Linked DNA regions of Drosophila melanogaster: region 1 is linked to region 2. A link is a contact called in public targeted proximity ligation data. All regions are on one chromosome and are shown on one strand. The core of a region is the stretch at or near the end of the contact, and the rest is flanking DNA. Distances in the headings are between cores, read along the strand shown. Region 1 holds the start of CG5122. Region 2 overlaps CG9932.

What was found.
Region 1: a targeted proximity ligation map of the S2 cell line shows a contact between it and region 2, with 4 times the contacts expected there. A contact is called at or near these places in 41 of 107 Hi-C or Micro-C datasets (the Clone 8 cell line, the Kc167 cell line, the OSC cell line and 18 more) and 2 of 7 datasets of targeted methods (the Kc167 cell line and the S2 cell line).

The regions. Positions count from the first base shown.
Region 1 is chr2L:13,128,790-13,133,151 of dm6, forward strand. It overlaps CG5122, which reads left to right and starts at 1,802. Exons shown (of 4, transcript NM_135757.3): 1 at 1,802-1,971; 2 at 2,032-4,362. The coding sequence starts at 1,933.
Region 2 is chr2L:13,040,627-13,045,317 of dm6, forward strand. The region is part of intron 2 of CG9932; the gene reads right to left. Among named protein-coding and RNA genes, the nearest start is that of CG9932, 17 kb to the right of the region's middle.

The DNA.
Region 1 (4,362 bases), core at 552-3,051, 88 kb after region 2:
CGCTGGGTTGCCAATTGACGTGGCGGCAAGCAACCTCTATTGCATAACACCTGACAAATGCAATTCAGGCAAAATGCTTCGACGATGCCGATGATGATGGCCTCAAGTGAAAAACACTCACGCAAACACGCGACGCACTTTGGGCTCTGGATTGGGGGATTGGGTATTGGGTGTTTGGTATTTTGTATTGGGCATTGGGTGGCTCCATTCCAATGGGCACTTTAATAAAGTGCAGTCCAAATTGTGGGCCATCGGGTGGCGGCAGCGCTGCTCTTGCCCGCTTTGTTGTTGCTGTCGGTGGTGCTGATGCGGTGGTGCTGCAGTTGCAGCCACCGTGGCGTCAATTATCGCCGCTGTACGCAAAGTGGGGCAGGCAAATAATAAAAACGCGCCCAAACGCAGTCGTCAGGCTCAAAGCACTTCATTGTCAAATGAGCTTAAACACCACGCCCCTCGGCCCCAATACCGCCCCTTTAAGACCCACTCCTCGACCCTCATCCATCCGACCCCCAGCCGATCCTCAGTCCCAACTCGATTTCATTTGTGCAGCACTCTTTGATGCGTTTTCGTTTTCATTTCATTCCAGCATCTCAATGTTGCGATACCCTATTTTTCTCTATTAAAATTTAAATTCTTTGCAACTTAATTATAAATCAATTTCTTAATATATTGTTCTTTTTTTTAATCGAAGTCTTTTCATTGCTACTTTAGGAATAATTTTTATTTTTTAATTTTATGGGACTGCTGTTTTAAAATTCTTTTTGATTTGCATCGCAACGTTTTCATACAAACCAAACTTTTAAACCCGTTCATAAATACATTAAATGAAAAATAAATCAAAATTAAATAAATTAAAGATCAATCATACATGCACTTACAGGGTATATAATGGCTTTAGCTTAAAAAGCACCTCTTCCTGGCTTCTTTTTTATGTTTTTCTGCAGTTTTGTTCGACGTTTTCACGCCTCACTTGCCACCTTGTTTGCCTCGTTCGCTGATTTGCTGATTGATGGCGACGTCTGCAATTGAGACGGCAACTGCGACTCCGACTGCGAATGCGACTGGAACTGAGACTGCGACTGGAACTTCGGTTCCGTCTCCGCGCAGGTGTCGCCGCCTAATTAAATGAAGGCAACGCTCACGCATGCGTAACCTGCAAACACTCCCTGGCCCATTACCCTGCACCGCCCCGCCCCCCTGAGAGCGCCGCCCTTCGCACTTGCATTGTTAAGAAAATGGGTCAATATGCAATTATTGCATTTATTTTATTTTTTTTTTTGTATATTTTCTTTGCAAAACCCTGGGGGCTCAGCTTCGTTTGCGTCACATGCGGAGAGTTGAGAGGCGAGTTCGCAATAATCATAATATGGCTACTTCACTTGGCAAAGCAATCAACCCGAGGCCTCCGTAGTGTTGATTTTGTTAATATTTCACCTCCTACCCAGATGCCCCTCCAGTGTTCCCTGTGTTCTCTGTCCACCGCTCCCGATTCGCGGAACTTGGAGTGGAGCCAATGCATCGATGGATGTGCAACAGCACCCAGTTCTTTGGGTTAATGAAGCGACGCCAAAGTTGGTTTGCTCTGCTCCAATTTCGAGGGTGATGGAAAAACACTTTAAAAGAAACTTAAATTGATTTTGAGAAGTAGACGATCAACTTTTAGAGAAAAACTATCATGCCGCATTTTGGGGACTTAACTAAAGTTTAGTTAGCTTCCTTCAAGCGAATTTATGCAAGTATTATATTAAATGTATGTGCATGTTTCTAAGCTTTAAGTAAAATCTAATTTAATATGTATCAATCATGCAAAAGACTTAGCTTTCAGAAATATGTCTAAATTTTAAGCAATGTTTACCCTGAAATAAGCACCCCTCCAAAATACAATACCTTTTGGACCACGCCCACTAAATTTGGCCTTGTTTGAAAAGCGACATGAGGGTCCTTCTAGGCACCAAATGCTTCGCGAACCTCGTAAGTTCCACGGACTTCCAGATATTTTGAAATATTTCATCTAAATGTTATCACTGTTAGTGTAAGCACCGGATACGATGGCATCACAAGTCATATCTACCGCCTCAGCAGCTCTACGATGTAGCAAAGAAAGTCGTCAGAGCGCACCGATTAGCATTTTCCTTGCGATTTTTATCAAGCAAAGGAAAACCACCGGAAACTCCGACTTTGGACATAATTTGCCGCGTATTAGCGTCAGCAAAAAACTCAGGTGAAAACTCAGGCAAGCGGAAAGAGCCATTAAAATTTGAATCCGTGGGTCAAAATTCCAGCTGCCAGACATCGACGACAAATCCGCTTCATATAAAAGGGGACAGCCCAAAGCTGCCATCAAAAAGACAATTAGAACCGGATTTAGTTAACTTAAAAACCCTAGAAATATTCAACTGCAAGAACTGTTTTGAAAATAGTCCAGAGATAACGATTGCCAACTGCAAAAATTGCATTGGAGATGGCCATAGTCAATCTGTAGAGTCAGTTATTGGAAAGGCGACATCACTACTATTGGAAAACAGTAAAACTGAATTGGCAAGTGTTTTAAAGAAGCCTTCAACATCCGCATCCAAACCATCGGTTGGCCAATCTCTACCATCTGTTGCTCCAAGAAAACCTGCCGATTCCCCAAGCTCTAATTCTCTTAATGAAAGATTTTCCATGCCGCAAAAATCAGCTTTTCCGATTGGAAGAAATCCCTGTTTTGACGGCAAAAAAGCTAAAAAATCGAAATGTCCGCCACCCAAACCCAAATCTTGTCCCTCATCGAAAGATGAGAACAAGCCTCCAGTTAAAAAAAAGTCTAAATCCAAGTCAAAAGATCCACCTAAAACAGTTGATTCTACTGCACCAGACGCACAGAAAAAAGAAAATGCTTCCGCAAAGCCAAAGATCGCGAGCCCACCTCCAAATAAAGCTCAAACAGATAAATCACCTGAAAATCCAAAGGTTGGTTTTAATATGCCGTCGAATTCGGCTTTTCCATTGGGAAGAAACCCTTGCGTTGATGGTAAGAATGAGAAAAAAGTATCTAAGGGTGCGGCAACGGATTCCAAGCCACAACAAAAAGCCAAGAAGCCGAAAGTTGCGGCAAAAAGTGAATGTAAGCAAGAAAAGAAAATGGCATCTTGCCCAAATGCATCTGTGAGTAAGAAAGCAGCTACTGTTCCAAGTGGTTCACCTAAATCTCCGGAAAGTGCTGCACCAAAAGCCGAACCTCGAAAGAAAAAGTCAATGAGGCAGGGTGTTGTTAATCCATCAAAACCAAAGAGTAAGAAACCGGCTTCTAAGGCTATTAAACAACCAAAAGACGAAGGGCTACCACCGGTGTCAACTTCCCGGTTTTCCATGCCTCTTATGATGGCATTTCCTATTGGAAGAAATCCTTGCCGGGATGGGCCAAGGGGATCATCCAAAAAAGAAGAAGAAGGTCCTTGCGGTAAAAAAATAGTCAACGATTGCCATTCAGCATCCGATTCCTGTCAATCTAAGAAGAATAGATCGAATGCCGCAAAACTGGAAAGAGCATCAAGTTCATTGAAAACGGTTTCGCAAAAAGATTTTAAACAATCTGATGCAGCAACGTCTGTAGAATCTCACACCGCACCAGTGTCGAAGGCTTCATCCCAAACTTCGCCACCCCCAACACCGGTCAAGGAAATCAGCATGTCTGCTCTTCCTTCCCCCAAAGATCCAAGTATCTCAACAGTTAAAGCACCCTTGCCATCACCAATTAAAGACACCAAGGCACCTCAAGCTCCACAGCTTTCGCCTTCACCTTCTAATAAGGAAATCAAAATAGCTACAGTGGAAAAAATAAAATCTCCAAAGCCACTTTCAAAGCCCCAATACTCAAAAAGATCGAATTGCGAAGTAAAAACACAATGTGCTGAAAAGCCGCAAAAAGTTCCCAAGAAATGCATAAAATCGGAAATTCGCCACCTAGCCGATGCCAACAATGATCCGAATAAGAAACCCGAGCTTAAAAAGTTTCCAGCTCTTCCGCTAAAGCAAAGCATCGCCAGTTATTTAAGCAGTATTGAACCATTTCTTAATGAGGAGGAACTCAAAGTGGAACAGAAGGTGGCCAAGAAGTTTGTGGACAACGAGGGTGCGAAACTCCAGCAGCTTCTCGAGGAAGAAGCCGAGGGTACGGACAACTGGCTAACTCCCAGATGGACACGTTCCGCATATTTGACCTATCAGGCTCCGCTGACCGTCTTCTCCAGTCCGGGTCTCTCCTTTCCCATTCAGGAGTTTAAAGATACCAATGATTTTCTCAACTTCACGGCCAAAGCTATCTACGGTATGTGCGAGTTCAAGCAGCTAGTCGACCAAAACAAAATTCCAGTGGTTCAG
Region 2 (4,691 bases), core at 810-3,309:
CATAATTTAACGATTAGCACAAGTTTTGTTTATTAAATATTCTTCGAGCCGTGTCGAGTGGCGAGTGTGGTTAAAATTTATGGAGCAACAGCGACAACGTCGCCGATGCCACGCGTCGATATGCCACAAAACTGTCATAAATTGCAATTATTTTCACTAAAGTAGAGAAACAATTTATGCATCGCTGTTGCTTTAAGCAAATTTATGGTTCACTCTTTAATTATGTCGCAGACGAAGGGCGTGGCAGTGAAATTTACATATTTTGGATAACATTATTGCACAGTCGAATAAGAAATATTTTCAGATATGTAGCGCAGTTCACATCTTGTTTTATGTTCTCGGATAAGAAAAGCGAAATATGCCCATTTTCCCCCTTTTCTGAGAATTTTTCCACCCATCTTGGCTTAGTTTTATTTCGGTTTTTTCTCTGATAAGCGTGATTTTTGTTGCTGTTATTTTTTACTAAAAGGTTTGCTCAGATCAAAGTAAAGTATATGGTTGTGTAATTTCACCTTCTGAATCATTTTGAAAGTGAAACACAAGATCCTCGAATTCTAAGTGTGGTGATTAATAAGTTGCGAATGTTATTTAGTACTTTAACTTAATTGCGATATCACTATATTATTTCTGCATTTTAAATGAAACACACACTACGATCAGCCGATGACACATTTTAAGTGATGACCCACAATCTCTTTTCTCAGACTCGAAGAGAGAAAAACACAGAGTGGAAGAGATAAAAAGACAAATGCAAATTTGAATGGCCGTGTGCTGTGAGATATTTAGCATTTGACATTGGTCTATTTGTTCCAGCCAGGGATTGAGAAGCGATAGAGACAGATAAGGAGTGCGCGGTGTTTACGGGCTGAGACTCCGACACCTCGGCTATCTACTACTATCTGCCTGGTAAGGTCAGCCACTTGGGCCTGTACGAAACTAATTGATAATCAAACAATTGTCCACAGTCGCACATACACTCTCGCTTGTTTATCTGCCTGCAATCGCTAATTAGTTGCATTGTCCGAGACGAGGTCAACGCTGCGTATGCGCAATGTGCAAATATGGCACGGTGATATGGCGCAAAGAATATACGATTCACACATCCACACACTAAACACTGCAATCGCAATGAGAACGCACAAGTTCAAGTTTATTACGCATACGCACCGTTGCCGAATGGTCGAATCGAGAAGAGCGCATAGTGCAGAGCACAGAGAGTACAATTCTAATTCTAATTTATTGATGCCAGTCAATGCCATGGCATGCCTATAAATGTAACTCAAACAGTTTTCAGCGGCTGTATCTGTATCTGTATCTGTAGCCGGCCGTGACAACAATTGTTGTTGCTTTGGCTGCGTTTTAGCAATTTGCAATTGGTTCAAGATCAGCAGCAAAAATCGTTTTGGCTCTGCAGCAGCATTGCGTGCAGAACGCAGGGGCACAGAAGGAAATTCAGGGGACGAAGTGGTGGTTAAACCAATGTTTTGGCCTTGTGACAATTGATTTTCGCAGCCACAAAGAGCGACAACGACAGCAATAACACAGCGATGATTATAAAACCAAAACCAGAGTGAACCACATTGGCATCCACTCTTGTGGTTAAAGCCTGATTCATAATTTATTCTTAGCGGCGAAGGCCTGAATCGCTTTGGAAAATCACAATAACATTAATGACTCAAAATGAAAACAGCATTTAAAGCAAAACGAACACTTTAAATGCTCTCCGATAATAATAGTTTACAAGAACATTTAATAGGATTTCTTATAAATCAATTGATAGCATTTACGTGAATGTAATGGATTCACTAAATTATAATGTAGATGCTTTCATGGAGGGTATCAAAGATCCATGGCAACGTTCCAGTTATTATCAGAGCTGACTTCTTGAGTCATTTGAGTCGCTGTTTGGCATTGCGGTTGCCTTTGGAGCAGCAGCAGCAGCAGCAGCAGCAGCAGCAGAAAATCGCAACAGCAACAGCAGCCGCAGCAGCAGCAACTACTGATGATGAGTGCACAATCGAGGCTGCCAAGTTGCTCAATGCTATCTCATCGCAGCGTGTCTCCTTGCCCGCTCGCCTGCCGTCTCACTCTGGCATCGTGTTGCTATCTCAGTTGCAGCAGCTTTCAGGGTCTCTGGTGCATCTAAATAAACAGAGTCCGTATAGTATATACAAATTCTGTTTTAGTGTGTTATGGTCTGGCATTCGATGACTTTGAGAACTGTATTTGCTGAATGACAGCGCTCGCTTGTTGATACCATTGGAACCTATATAGATTATGGGCACAATATCTGAAATTACTACATAGAAGGCCCACCGATGGGTGGCCAAACACTTGCACTTCGAGTGCCGCACACTGAAAAGTTTGACTTGCCAAGGCTTTTATAACCGAACCTATACGAACACGCACATATACTCGTACATACAGACTCACTATCCATTGGCATGATAAAGTGGGCAATGGCAGGAAGGCACACGTACATCAATTTTCATTTACTTATGAAAATTAATAGCATTTCGCTTAACTTGCGCTCGAGTTTTCCCAGCCAGGAGCAGATTGAGCGGCCTCAAAAGGGGTGTGAGTTTGGGGTGGAGTGGGTGGCTTCTGTGCGTGGCTAGCCATTAATCAGTGAGAGAGAATGTTGCCACAAACAAAATTAAATTGCTGCCTGCAGCTGATGGAAACCGTCCCCCGTTTCCACACACCACACCCTACCCTTTCTCTAGATGCATTTTCTTTATTTTATTGCCACTTTTAATGCGGAATTTTTCGTTTTTTTTTTTAATTTTCCGCTCTTGGCTTGACAATTTCATTAAAATATTATTAATTATTGCATCTCGCAATTAATATAATTCTGCCCACTATCGAATTGCAGTCATAAATATACATTTTGATTGGTTTTTGGACCTGGCAGAGAATTAAATTGGTAATATGAATGCATAAACGTATTAAAGAGAGAGGAAAAAACTGAAAGGATTTTCACGAAATAAAAATATTTCGAGTGGAATTTCTGTTGAGCCCATTAACGTATTGTGTGCGCATATAAAATTGGAAACATATTGAATCAAATTGGATAACAAGCTTAATTTAATAATGCTTTGTCGAAAATAATAGCACATTTGCAGATAAAATGTTGAAAAATATCAAAAACGGTTTTTATTGCAGTCATTTAATTGAAGAGAAAAATGTCAGTGAAGTCTCTTGTTTAATATAAAAGGACACTTTTCCTTTAAACAGTAAAAATATGTTTTATCTGTAATTCGATGTTTTTTTGTACATGGTTGTTTTTGATTTCCCAATTTTATGGCATTAATCAACAATATTTCTCAAGATCCTTCCTCAGGCCCGTTTTCAGTGCCGCAAAAACCTGAAAGTTGCATAACTCTTCCCACTTTTCGAGTGATCGAGCAGAGAGCGAGGTGCAAGCAACATGTTGCAAGGCTGTGCAGTCTTACTTGCCGATCCCCTCATGATCGCCAGATGGTTGGTTGTTGGCCAATGTCAATCAAACACATGTGTGCGCGAACTTGACTTTCAATGCGAGGCGCACAAGGCGAAAGCTGCGCTGCGCCGCTCTGCCGACGTCGACTGTGATCGCCGAGGCGCTGCAGCAGCAGCAGCAGCAGCAACCTTGACCCGGTTCTTGAAACTGCAATGGCAGCAGCAGCAGCAGCGGCAGCGGCAGCAGCAGCAAGCGGCAACAAACATCAGCTGCAGCAGCACTTGTGCAACATTGAGAGAGGCTGGCAAACAGGTTTCGCGTTGTGCCGGCAAATGCAGTGCGACTTTTGAGGGGGGTTGAAGGGGCTGAGGAGGCCGGCTTCGCTGTTTTTTCGTTTTTTTTTTTTGGTTTTCAAACCGCGCGCATGCGCACAATTCGTAATGCGTCAACACGCATTTATTAGCTTGCTAGTTGTACGTGCACGGATAAAAAGTGTTAAAAATAACATCGAGTGAATTACTTTTTTATTTAATGGTGATGTCATAAATGACTTTTTTACCAATAAATGCAAATATAAAATAATAAATTTATCATATTAAATTTCACGTTTATACTATTTTCTACGTTTTCATAAACTTATGGAAAACTTATGCTTTTTATAAATGTAAAATTCATTAAAATGGAACACTCGTATTTTTAAATATTTTGGCAGATATATAAAATTTGTAATAAGAAACGAATTTATTTCTAATAAATAAAATATTTTCTTTTTCAAATTTTGCTTTTTTAAATTTTTTATGACACTAAAATATCGCTCTTTTGGGTTATTGCTGATGTCTCAATGTGGCAATCGGCGATGGTCAACTGGAATTGAAATTGGCTTGCCCACGATGTCCACCGTTCGGCATTGAGTGGCTAAAAAGCGTCGAGTGACGTCAGCCAGTTGTCAGCGTTGTTGCTGTCGTTGTTGTAAGGAGAAGGTCGAGGTTAATTAAGTTGTCTTTGCCAGTGGCAACCTTGTTTGTTCGCAGTTGCAGTCTTGACATTTTGGCTCGAGCAAGTCGCCCCTCTTTGCGTGTAATTCATTATTAATTGTGTCATCTCCTTGCGTTTTACCTGCATTTCCTTCATGCCTCCCGATGCGGCTCCGAATGCATTTTGCTGGTTAATTGCTCTGCAATTTGATTAAAATTAAACTGCATTTGCGGTTCTTCGCCAGTTGGCAGTTGCTCTAAGAGGAATTCTCTAC